Linked DNA regions of Mus musculus: all the other regions are linked to region 3. A link is a contact called in public Hi-C and promoter capture Hi-C data. All regions are on one chromosome and are shown on one strand. The core of a region is the stretch at or near the end of the contact, and the rest is flanking DNA. Distances in the headings are between cores, read along the strand shown. Region 1 holds the start of Irf4 (interferon regulatory factor 4). Region 2 holds the start of E2f3 (E2F transcription factor 3). Region 3 holds the start of Serpinb1a (serine (or cysteine) peptidase inhibitor, clade B, member 1a). Region 4 holds the start of Uqcrfs1 (ubiquinol-cytochrome c reductase, Rieske iron-sulfur polypeptide 1).

What was found. Promoter capture Hi-C pulls out the DNA fragments that hold promoters and counts their contacts. A called contact is a pair of places that touch in the nucleus more often than the background predicts.
Region 1: a promoter capture Hi-C map of pre-B cells shows a contact between it and region 3, with 8 times the contacts expected there. The contact joins the promoter of Irf4 here to the promoter of Serpinb1a in region 3.
Region 2: a contact with region 3 is called in a Hi-C map of B cells, with 5 read pairs. The contact joins the promoter of E2f3 here to the promoter of Serpinb1a in region 3. A contact is called at or near these places in 1 of 39 promoter capture datasets (pre-B cells) and 2 of 484 Hi-C or Micro-C datasets (B cells and myeloid progenitors).
Region 4: a contact with region 3 is called in a promoter capture Hi-C map of pre-B cells, with 9 times the contacts expected there. The contact joins the promoter of Uqcrfs1 here to the promoter of Serpinb1a in region 3.

What each region holds. Positions count from the first base shown.
Region 1 is chr13:30,747,812-30,750,837 of GRCm38.p6, forward strand. Irf4 (interferon regulatory factor 4) reads left to right here and starts at 1,422. Exons shown (of 9, transcript NM_013674.2): 1 at 1,422-1,484; 2 at 2,737-2,984. The coding sequence starts at 2,769.
Region 2 is chr13:29,984,350-29,987,443 of GRCm38.p6, forward strand. It overlaps E2f3 (E2F transcription factor 3), which reads right to left and starts at 1,714. Exons shown (of 7, transcript NM_010093.3): 1 at 951-1,714. The coding sequence starts at 1,319.
Region 3 is chr13:32,849,758-32,852,878 of GRCm38.p6, forward strand. It overlaps Serpinb1a (serine (or cysteine) peptidase inhibitor, clade B, member 1a), which reads right to left and starts at 1,428. Exons shown (of 7, transcript NM_025429.2): 1 at 1,385-1,428; 2 at 482-657. The coding sequence starts at 649.
Region 4 is chr13:30,543,931-30,546,953 of GRCm38.p6, forward strand. Uqcrfs1 (ubiquinol-cytochrome c reductase, Rieske iron-sulfur polypeptide 1) reads right to left here and starts at 1,386. Exons shown (of 2, transcript NM_025710.2): 1 at 1,104-1,386. The coding sequence starts at 1,317.

The sequences.
Region 1 (3,026 bases), core at 172-2,671, 2.1 Mb before region 3:
CAGCAGCAAGGCTGTGCTATCTGAAGCTACAATCTCTGCTTTGCTCCGAGGTGTGTCTCTGGTGACCGGGATAGTTCCCGACAGACAGAAGGTGTTCAAAGAATATTTTTGAATGAATGAAACCCCAAAGGAAGAAGAGGGGAAAATGGGTGTGACCAAAATTTTCTTTGAACGAAACTCTGTTGTTTACTACCAGGGCTCTGACAATGGAAAACTAATTGGGGTGAAAGAACGACATGGCATCCTGTTAATTTCTGAGAAAGCCTGTTGATGTTAGGAAAAAAAAACATGCCGGTGGGCATCTCTGCACCAGTTTTCCTGTGGCCAAAATCAGATGTTTCTCCTAAAGTCCAGAACCCAGGATGGAAGATTAAAAGAAAAACTGAGAAACATGTGAAATGAAAAAGTTGTCAAATCTTTACAAACGCTCCAAGTTGACCTGTGGTGGTGGTAATCTAAAATGATACAGAAACTGGTAGTCTGCTTGCTTACCTGAAAACACCAAGATAACATATAAGCTCCAGGCATCCAAGCTGAGCTGGAGAAAGTCAGCGGCAAAAGCTCATGGAGTTTACATATGAAGGTCAAAGAAAACACGAAAATAAAGTAAAACCTTCAGTCAGCCTAGCTGTTCTATTTGGGGCATTGGTACCTCACCGGCAACTGCCTCCCACGAGGCTGAGGTTAAAATTATCATTTTAAGGTGAATTGACATCCGGAAGCGCGCTAACTACCTGAGTACTCAGGGATCCCCCATCTCTTTTATGTTGCCATGATTGAAACTTTGGGGACTGTGCTTGTCTGAGTCATCTCAATTCGTCGGTTTCATTCACCCAACATGTATAAGCGTTTCAAACACAGTATTTGGGCCACGGCTTATAAACTTGCCTTTCTATTTTTCTTTTTAGTGAGCGTGATATTCTCTAAACGCTCAGAGAGACAAGACTCCGCTTTGCCCAAGGATGCTCCCGACCTCTCTCAGTCTATCTCTTCTGTCACATGCTGTGAGAACCAAGTTCCCTGTGCTCCAGACTCTCCATCACTTCCCAACCTGGCCATGAGCAGTTAGTAGTTATCAGCTATGCTCAGTGCAGATTCCAGTATCCCCTTTGCATGCCTCCACCTTCACAGGAACGGGCCATACCGACTTGTCCCATCCGGTTGAGGATTTCTGAGTACATCAGAGTCCCCAGCCCCCTCCACAGGAGGAGCTGAAGAAAGCCAGGGTTTGTCTGAAGTGGGACAGCCCTTGACCCGGTGGGCTCTAGTCCGAAGCTCCTGTTCCTGCGGGACACCCAGGCACAAGGCAGAGGTGGGGGGCGGTCCTGGGTATGGGCAAGCCACGCCCTCTCAAGGCGGGGCCGAAGCGCCCGCCCTGCACTCCGCCTCCGGCTCTATAAAGTTCCTCTTTCTCACCTCACTTTCCTAGTTTCACCACTTGAACTTGGGACCCTTTGCTGCCCTCAGCTAAGAGTGCGGGTGAGGTAAGGCCTGTAGTCGGGCAGAAGGAGGAGTGTGAGGCTGGTGGCAGAGGAAGCCTGGCTTCCATCTCTGAGCCTGAGGGAGAATGCTGAGATAGCGGACCCAGGCTCCGCTCATCTACGCTGCCCTAGGACCTGTGCACTTCGGGTTTTGTATGAAGCTGTTTGGGTGGGAGTTCCAGAACATCCCCCACGGGCTGGGCGGGACGAGCTAATGGGACTGTGGTGTCATCAAAGGATCGCACTGGCCACAGCTTGTCCTCAGAGGGACAGCCTCTGACTCTCTCTGCTCCAGTGGAAAGCTCCTTTCCAGCCCTGGTTCCTAAAGGACCCAAACTCATCTAGGGCTCCAGAGCGTGATTCCTAGGCCGGGCAGCCAAGAAGAGCTGAGAGCTCCAAACTTAGGGTGCTCAGAGCCCCTTTCCCCGCATGCCCCTTCTTCACTTCTCTGGCAAGAGTGCTAGTGTTGCTGTCCGCAGCACCCCTTATTCCCAGCCTCGGCTTCATTCCTGCCAGGGTTCACGCTGACATTCTGCAGGTTGGAATCTCCTGTTTCTTGGCTGCGCTGCTTGCCCCATAACCAGACTTCCACTTGTTGCTTCCAGGACCCACGTGATGGTCTCTGGTTGGGTAGGCCTGGGGTTATTCCGAGGACAAAGTAAGGGTGTCATAGAAGAAAGTCAAGAGAGTAAGCTAGGTACCGCAAACCTGCATGGCAGGGACACAGGACCTGGACAAGGGCTAGTCCATGTGCCAGGTCCTTTTCGCCTGGGGCAGCCAGGGCAACCTAAACCCAGGAAGGGGCAAGTGTAGAAACAGTGAGGGAAAAGTGGGATGAAAGCTACTTGGATCCAGCACAGAGGGACGAGTGAGCAAAGTGAGCGCCCCAGCGTGGCGCAAGACTTGGGATCTGCAGAGAAGCTGTGTAGCTAGGAGCTTTCAACGGAGCGTGTTAATGTAAATGTAAATGAAGAAATTACCTAATTTTTTTAATAAAAGAAAGAACAGACAGGCAAAAAAAAAAGGAGGAGGAGGAGGAGGAGGAGGAGGATGGTGCGCGCCAAGGGATGCTCTCTATACCTTCGTCAAAGTACCTTCTCTTGGGGGACTTCGGAGACTCTGGCACTGCACCCGAGCACCTTGGCAGCCTCAGAGACTCGGGGCCTCGTGGGCACTGCAAGAGTTTGGGACGGGGCTTCCTCCCGCCTCCAAAGTGATGCGAAGGTAGTTGCAGGGAATGTGTGTCTCTCCTCAGCGCACAAGCCCAGGAGGAGGTCCGCACGCGTCATGAACTTGGAGACGGGCAGCCGGGGCTCAGAGTTCGGCATGAGCGCAGTGAGCTGCGGCAATGGGAAACTCCGACAGTGGTTGATCGACCAGATCGACAGCGGCAAGTACCCCGGGCTGGTGTGGGAGAACGAGGAGAAGAGCGTCTTCCGCATCCCGTGGAAACACGCGGGCAAGCAGGACTACAATCGTGAGGAGGACGCTGCCCTCTTCAAGGTTAGCAGCATTCAGGGATCCCTGGGCAGGGGTGGGGGTGGG
Region 2 (3,094 bases), core at 464-2,963, 2.9 Mb before region 3:
CCCCCTCCAGCGCCCCCTCCCGCCGCCGCCTCCTCCCCAGTCACAGGCGCGTCCTCCGCGCACGTGTGCGAAACGTCACCGGCGGGTCCCGGAGAGAAGGGACAGATCCTGGCGGCGGGACGGGAACCCGGCTGCCCCCGCCCTCCGTCGCCGGGGGGGCGGGGAGGGGGACAGGGCGGGGAAGGAAGGGGCAAGGGGAGAGGCGGGTCAAGGGCAGGCCCGGGGCCCGGAGAGCAAGGCCCCAGCGCTCCGGCCACGCGGGCGCCGCCGCTGCCACCGCGGAGATGCGCCCAGGCCGGAGCACCCGCCCGCCGGCCCCTTGTCGCAGACAGCGCGAGCCCTGGCCCACCGGGGCTCTCAGCTCCACCTCCCCCACCGCGATACCCGTCCACCTCCCAGATCCCCTTTGTTGCCTGGAGCTAGGTCCCCAAAGGTGCCAGGCACTGGCGCCCCTGCGCTCGGAGCACGCCTGCGGGACCCCCAGTCGCCCAGGGGCAGCAGAGACAGGAGAGGAGGCTTGCACGCCTCGGGTCCCCCAGTTTACATCCTCTGGGGTCCCCCACTCTCCAGTGCACTACTCCCTCCCCCACCCCCTTCTCCATCCGGGGCGTGACCCCTTCCTACGCCCGAGAAAGAGGAAGCTTCGAGTTGCAAGGGAGGGGAGAGTGGGGGTAGGGAAAAGTGCAGGAAAAGAAGTGGAGGGGGGGGGGGCGCGAAAAGTTTTGGAGTGTTGGATGTGGTTCTCAAAGAGGGACTCCCCACTGCCCCGCGTGCCTGCCCAGGCCCCCACGTCCTCCCAACGTCCGCAGGAAAGCACCCCGAGTCTAACAATAAGCACACGCTGGAAGGGACAGCAACGAGGCCCACGATGCTCAGCCTCGCGCTCCCGCCGCCACCGCTCCCGGGAGCCCGCCTCCCACCTGGGCTAGGGACGCTGAGGAGGGTATTACCGGTGGGCCACCGCCGCCGCCGCGTCCTGGTGCTGGTGGCTGCTGCAGCAGCCCGACTCTGCTGGAGGGTCCTTGTGGCGTGGTGTAGAGGCTGCTGGCGGCCGGCTCCGTGCCGGGGACACTGGGGAGAAGGGGGCCGGCGGTCAGGGCGCCACTTTGGAGGGAGGTGGCACAGGACGTGGTGGAAGGGTTCGTAGTGAGGATCTGGATGTACGTGCCCGGGGCGGCGGCGGCGGCGAAGCCGGGGCTGGCTAGCAGTGCCCTTTTGTCCATGGAGGCTGCAGCGGCGGCGGCGACGACAGCCGCCCCCTCCCCACCCCCGGCGGTCACCAGGTACTGCTCCAGGGCGGGCTGGATCCCCTTTCTCATCTCTCGCTCCTGCTCTTTTTTAGTGTTACGATATATTAACGTATTGCTTTCAATTTCTTTTATTATTTGCAGCCGGAGTTTCCAAGTCTCTCCTTCTCGCCTCCCCTCCCGGCGCTTCCGAACCCTCTCTCTCTCTTTTCTTTTTATTTTTCCGCACCGCACAGGCCCCGGGGGCCAAAAATAATCGGGGGTCTGGAGAGAGGAGGGTCCCGGCCGCACGGATATCAGGCCCCGAGGAGGGATGGAGGCGTCGGGGGCAGCCGATGCAACGGATTGCGAGGCGGTGGCGGCAGCCCGGGTGCTGCGGCCGGCAGCTGAAAAATGGCTCCAGGAAGCTGCTGCTGACAATGAATGAAGGGATACGGTTTACGCGCCAAGGTCCTCCCGCGAAACTCAGATTTCCCGCCGGCTTTTCAAACCATATTTGCATATCTCCGCCCCTCAACCCGCCGAGGACTGTTCCCACAGTCCATTGGATCCCTGTCGCCTTACTTCGGTACCAATCCTGGAGCGAGGTCGCCACTGGCTGTTTTCCATTGGCTGCCATACACCATGGTTACCGGGGTGACCCGGGCTCTATTTGCATAGAGCAACCTGACTGGCTGGAAGCAGAGCAGGCTTCTTAGGAGGTGGGGCAAAGTCCTACTCTCCCACGGAAAGCCACGCCCATTCCAGGCCCCTCCCTCGCTCCTACCCGCGGGGCTGGCTCTGATGACCTGGGCAGGGACTCTGCCTCGCAGACTCAGTGTGGATCTAGTCTTGAGCGCAAGTTTCGGTTTTGGAAATTGTCAAGGTGACACCCTCAGGGACTTTGTTTCCTGTAACCAAGCAGTGTAGTAAATGAAGAACTGGTAGAAATTCCCCTAAATATGTGTCAAAGGCAAGTTGGACCCGGCCTGGCAGGTGGAAAACTGAGCCCTTTAAATCCTGGGTTTCTTCCTTCCTGAAATCCAACCAATGACGTGAGAGCGGATCCGGAGGCCAAGGCTGATAGACAGAAGCATGTGGGCAGACAGAACCGTGGGGGTAGAAGGTTCAGCTGACGCGACTGCAGGCACACTTTAGTTCATATTCCAGATCATTCCTGGCAGCTTCATGATTAGCCCGATTTCGATTTAAGTAAAAATTAACTCTTTGTTCAGTGAACTCTGACTACAAGTATAGGTTTGAGTCTAACAAGCACCCTCTCTGGCCCAGAAACACCCAGGGGAGTTAATCAGGGCTAACCTAGAACTGATCCGCGGGTTTTTAATCCGCCATGCAGTAATCCAAAGTAGTACAGGCTTTTATGGTGACGTGGGACTTCCAGTGAAAGCTGCCTGCACTCAGCTCTTTACAGCCTCATACGCCAGGAAATTCTTAAGCAAACAGCAAACACTACAACGCAAACCTAACCCGATATGTTTTAAAAGAGGAGAAAAATGTATGCATATATATGTATATATGGAAATCAGAAAATGTCAAGGAAAATGAAATCGTCGAACTGGTTTCTATATTAAAGTAAATACTCACGGATCTTTAAAATGAGCATTGTGGGGCTGGAGAAATGGATCAGTTACTTACATAAGTGAGGGGACCTATATTTGATCCCCAATACTCACATTTAAAAAGCTAGGCATGACCGCGTGTATCACTAATCCCAGAACTGGGAGAATGAGACCTGAAAACTCATTGGGGCTTGATGGTCAGCCAGTGAAGCCAGTTGGGAAATTCGAGACTCACTGAGCTATCCTATTCTGAAAACTCAGGTAGAGAGCTACTGAGGGAGACATCTG
Region 3 (3,121 bases), core at 178-2,677:
GCCACAGCCAGTGAAATCAGGCTGGAGAGAGGCACAGGGCTAACCCTGGGAACATAGACAGGTGGCTGTCTTTACCTTTTGTCCCCATAAAAAAACCACCACCACCAAGCTCTCTTCCTGTAGCATGTTCTTATATTTGTCATGCCTGAAGGTGACCCTATTACTGGCATGATTTATGAGTAGTGGTTATCAGTGCAAAAGGAAAACAGGAAACAGCTAGCTCTGGGGAGGTGCAGGGCTAGCTTACCTGAAAGCCTGTGATTCACTCTTGTGAATGGGAGAACCAAACCCACAGGTAGTGTCATTGTCTTTCTTCACTTTGTGTCCCCAACTGAACAGAGACTCTGCCCTAATCTCACTTAAAGTTGGTAGTGAATGAAGAACTGACTGTTTTGGGGGTGTGGCTCTCTGAAAGTCTGACTGTACCATCTAACAAGCATGGAGATGGCAGGGAGAGCTGGCCAGTTTGGCTTTTGCTAACCTTAGAAAGCTGAGCTGCAGTGCTGCCTTTGGCCCCCAGAATGACCATGGCCAAGGCAGAAGAAATGCTGAAGGGAGAGAAGAAGATGTTTCCTGTGGGGCTGCTTTCATTCAGGGTTTGGAACAGCTCCAAGGCGAAGAGGGTGTTGGCTGAACTCAGCTGCTCCATGGTGAAGTCTGCAAAAGAGGGGAGATCAGCACTGCCAGCTACAACACCAGCAACACTACCTACCTCAGCTCTGACATCCACCCCTAGGACCCTACAGTTTGGAATTCCTACCTCATCCTGTTTTTCCTAAGAGGGCAAGCATACTACTTCAGTTCTCCATGCCTGAGATCAAGGCTGAAGTCTCAGCTGGAGTGAAATATGCGAATTTGAGAATGCCACTCAAATAAGTAAGATGTGGGTGACAGGGAAGAGGAACACTCCTCTGTGTCCCTTTTGCAAACAAGCTGATTCCTGCAGTGGGTAAGCAAGCCCTGCTTGAGGCTCATCTGCTAATCCAGCTGGGTCCCAAACTCAGAGCTCCAGTTTGTCCAAGTACAGGCTAATCACAAATGTGTGTCCCTGGCTGTTTAGCTACCCGGGCCACATGGAGTTCTCATTGTTGAGGATCTAGGATCTCACCAGCTTCCTTCCCTCCCAGCCTCCCTGCAGCCAGGATTGACCGTATGAAGCTCAGGGCACTGTCTCCCAGATCAAGGTTCAAAAAGAAAGCCGAGGGAAAGAAAAACTAGGATCACCTTCCTCCCTCGGGCCCGCGGCCTGGAGTAGGGTGCAGTTGGGGATCCACAGAGCATTTTCTGGTTACATCTTGGGTGAGGGTGAGGTACCAGGAACGTGCTGGTTCCTGGAAGAGGTGCCAGCTTCCTCCCTCCTTGCTATGACCCCTGAGAATCTTACCTCTTGCTTAGCAGGTCTGGCTCCACTTACAGCTAGGATGAAGTGCTCAGAGCCAGCTGTTGCCTTTATAGCATGCAGAAGGGGCGTGTCTTCCTGGCAAGCCCAAGCTGGGTGGAGGCGCCTTTTCTTGGCTGAGTGTTTAAAACCCGACCTTGGAGGGCTGTCAAAATAAAAGCAGAAGATTGTGGCCACTCTCAAGGGGACTTTACTTTCCTCAGTTGCAGGCCTTTTTATTATTATTATTATTATTATTATTATTATTATTATTATTATTATTTCTTTAAGCAGAGATCTGGTAAGTTATTTCTTCCTCAGCTGCAAATGGCCAAGAGAATAAATAAATGTCCTTTCTTCCAGGTCAAAAGATACCTTCTTGAATTCCACTGAAACGCTGTAAAATCAAAAGGAATCCTTTCTGTGCGGTATGTAGGTAGGGATGGAGAAATATCTTTGGGGTCCTTTGGATAAGGTCCCAGATTGCCAGTTACAAGCAATAGGTGATCCTTGTCTTCTCTGCCTTTCAGGTGCCAAGGCTAGCTCAGGGACCACACCAGGCTGGAGAAGCCCTCAACCCACAATTCCCCACTATTAGACTAAAAGTTTGGACAAATCCCCTCACTATGCAACTTAAATTAGAATTGACTAGCCCAGGCCATTGTTAACTTGATGGGCTCAGCTTTATTCTCCTTGAAGTGTTTGGAACTGTAAATTCACAGAACTTTTAGTGCTTCTTGTCTTTCTTCAGAGGACAAAGGAAGAATCCTACTGTAGGTGAGGGTCACAACACATGGATTAGTGTTTGTTAGACTCGGGAACTAAAAGAGGAGAAAGGAAGATGGGGAGGTGGGTCAGCACGTCTCTTGAGCACTCCCGTGTTGGATATAATGCCTATTGTGAGGTATCAGAAGATAGAAACTTCGTGTGTGGTGTTTGGGAGGTGAGGACTTTGAGAAGTGATTAAGATTACACAGGGTTCTCAGGGTGGGGACGCCTGACTGAATTCCAGAATATCATCTTCATGACCACTAGGTGGCGAGCACGCCCCAGCTCTTAAGGACTATGACTCCAAGCTTTAATAAGAGAAGGAGAGATGAGAAGATCAGAAGAGATAGATCTGCGCTCCTTTTTTCCCCCCTATGATACCTTGATGCCTTACACTTTCTGGGACCTTGTCTAGATGAAGGCTAGTTCAGATGCTGAGTCTTGAACATGGAGAATTCATAATTATCAAGCCACAAATGTTTTACTATAACAACATAAATGGACATAGTCCTTTTCACATACAAAATATATTCATCCATGTAGCTCAACGTTATTCTAGTATTACCAGAATCAGAAATGAAATTCAAAATATCCCCAGTGAGCCCGTGGAGTCAAATAAGTTAGTTTCTTCTGAAATAAAATGGGACCAGCTTAGAACAGAATTTCCTTTTTAAAAAAATCAGTGACAAGGAAAAAGTGGTAGGTCCTACAGACTTTCAAAGTCCAGCATTACAAGCACTGGGACAACTTGAGGCTTGAATACCACCATTACACCTCCCTGTTTCTACAGTCAGACAGGGCAGGGTCATGGATGTCCAAGGCTCTGGTGGACTTCAACCCCATAACCACCAGATGTCGATGACGCAGCAGCCCTCATGGGCTGAGTCCAGTGCTTGTGGCTTTCCCAGGCTGCTGAAGTCTGTAATAATGCTCTGCTGATCAGGAATCTTGGAAAAGAACCCCTCTTTAATTCCT
Region 4 (3,023 bases), core at 136-2,635, 2.3 Mb before region 3:
ACATAGTGAGACCCTGCCTCAAAGAGAGGCAGGACAGACAGACAGAGAGGCAGGATTAGAATGAATGCAGAGTGAAAAGCTGTCTAAGAAGGCAATTTGGTTGACATGTAGAAAGGTCATAAACTCAACCCCAAGCAGTGCCAAGTAGGTAATACACTGAACAATCATAGTATGTTACTTTGCTTGGTATAGAGGAGAAAGCTATATGGATGCGATCTTCATTCTTTTAAAGTGAATGATATTTCTAAACTCAATGGTCCCTGTGAACTTGAAATCAAGGTTTAATCTACTTGAAAAAGTGAAGAGTCAGTCAACTATCGGAGCAGAAACCAAACGAGCCCAGTGCAGCTTCCCACATTTCAGGAGACACCAGAAAGCTTTCTAGATTTTTAAGTCACAAGGGAATGTGAAGCAGACTTAGATAAACTAGGAAGAGACCGCACTGCATAGATTCCCACTGTGTGGGTCACTTCACCTCTGTTTTCTGTATTAAAAAAAAAAAAAAGTATCATTTCTGACTGCCTCGCCTTCACGACTAAGTAAGATTATGAAAGCCGTAGAGCCTGGTATCTGAAACCACTGCTGATCCCCTACAGTGGAACTGACAGGGCTGGTTTTGTGTCTATAGGGATGGGGCTGCTAGGGAGTTAAGATGCTGAAAAGCGACTGTACCAGTACACTGACAACTTCCTACATGGTTGTTTCAATTTCTATTTTGAACACTTATCGTCTAAACCGTACCAATGGCTTTACATAGAATTCTCTAGTGTAAGACTCACAACACCCCTACAAAGTTGTGGTAACATCGAGGAAACTTGCCCAAGGTCAAATTCCTGTAACTAACAGTATCTTAGCCATGATACAGGGAGGCCGATCTTAATCAAGAAAGTCAAGTGAAGCCTGAGGAGGGAACCCAGACTGACGTGCAGACCGGCTCCTGACTCCTGGGGGATGCAGCTACGGGAGCATCCCGTCACCGTGAGCCCGCCTGCTCCGGGGAGCGCTCGGCCTGCCAAGGTAGCCGCGGCCGGCCCACCACATCCCAGCACACCGCCCTCCGCCGCCGCAGGGAACGAGATCGGGGTACTCCGAAGCCGGCTCACCGTTCAGGCCCACCGTGGCCACCAAAGGCCGGGCTGCGGCCTGGCCACTCAGGGACTCGCGGCACAGGAAGGGTCGCTTCACATCCAGAACAGGTGGCTCCGAGGCGGCGGGCACCGCGCCTTGCAGCAGAGGACGCAGCGCGCCCGCCACCCCGCGGGAAGTGGCCGATAGGACGGGCGCGAACGGGCCCGAGCGGGCGGCGACCGACAACATGGCGACAGCTGCTCAAACCACCTCGTCGGTCACAGGGACGACCTTTCGTTCGAACGACGGCCCGAAGAGGAGCGGGAGGCGCAGGGTTTGTGACGTCAGCGCGACGCCGGAAAGGGCGTTTCGCAAGGTTGAGCGAATCGGGAGGGACGCCGCGTTGGGGGCGTGGCTTCGGGCGCAGGTTGGGGCCCGGGCAGGAAAGGGCAGGGCCTGGAGACACTCTGGTGTCTGACTCGGTCGCCCTGCCCCAGGAAAACCGAAGTCGGGAGGGATTTCTTGTGGTCGTGATTGAGATCCTTCATTTAGGGCAAAACCTTAAATCGGGGACGACCGAGGCATGAGAAAAAAAAAAACAACAGGCTACTACTACTTCCTAACGCCTATCACCTAGAATAAATACCAACCGCTTTTTGTCTTTTGCCAAGACGATTTTGATCTTCTTACAACAAAAGAGCCAGAAACCTATATGCAAGGTTTGACAAAAACAAAACAAAACAAAACAAAACAAAACGGTGGCTTACGATTATTCATGATCTACTACGCTTTTGATTTGGTAGTTTCCTTCGTTGTTCATTTGTAATTATGATCTTGATGAAATAACACTATTGATACCAGCATTTTACCAGTGAAGGACCTGGTCCTTAGACCCTTTGCTCTGCATAGATTGCCAGGAAGCAGTGGAGTATTGTAGACCCCTGAGGGGTTTTTGTTTGTTTGTTTGTTTGTTTGTTTCTGAACAAGTGGGGTTTCCCAAGTGATGTTCAGCAGTACAAAAGGGAGGGACTCTTACTCTCCTTCACATAGTGAGAAAACTGCCAACTTTCTAACTTCTCTTTCAGTTCTGACTACACCACTAACAAAGTCTCTGTGAGGTGCTAATAAACGTTAATCCCTCTTACACTTGAAAATCTCCACTTTTCCAAGTAGAACAAACCTTGATTTCAAGTTCACACAGACAATTGAGTTTAGAGATGGCATTCACTTTCAAAGAATGAAGTTCTCATCCATACAACTTTCTCTATACCAAATACTTCGTTTATTCTTTTAGGGTTTAAAAAGAAAAAACAGTAAAAAAAAAAAACTAAGAATTTAAGCACTGCACACTCTGGCATGATTGTGATATGATGCTTGTATAATACATGGACTCTAGGACCTTGGCTGGTTTCTAAACCTTTGGAATTGTAAAACAATGTAGTTGTGTTGTTTTAAGACACTATGTTTGTTATAGCAGCAATGTAAAACAACACCCAGGAGATCCGGGCCCTCACAGAGGAATGATTGCAGGTGTCCTTAGCCAGGGAGGATACTTGCTGCCTAGTCTGGGTCCTTTCTTGTCACTGTCACTTCATTCAGTTATGTTCTGAACAGGGACAGGACCTGGGATAACCCCAGAGAAGCATGCACTCCATGTAGATCTCACCTAAGGAACCAGGAGTGAATATCCACCATGGCAGAGATCAATCTAACCTTTTCTCTCTCAGCTGAATCTCCAGATGGAAGTCTTCACCCCAAACTGCCCCTGCCTGTGGCTCTGTCTCATGATGGAACCAAATCCCCAGCTAGATGCCAACTGCTGCTGGTGGTGCCAGTGCTTGACAAGAGATGGACCATGGAGCTTTCCAGATGCATATGACACCATATACATCTGAGCTGGCCCTGGACAGACAGCCTCAGCTGAGAAACCACCCAACAAGGACGAGCCAGGGCCA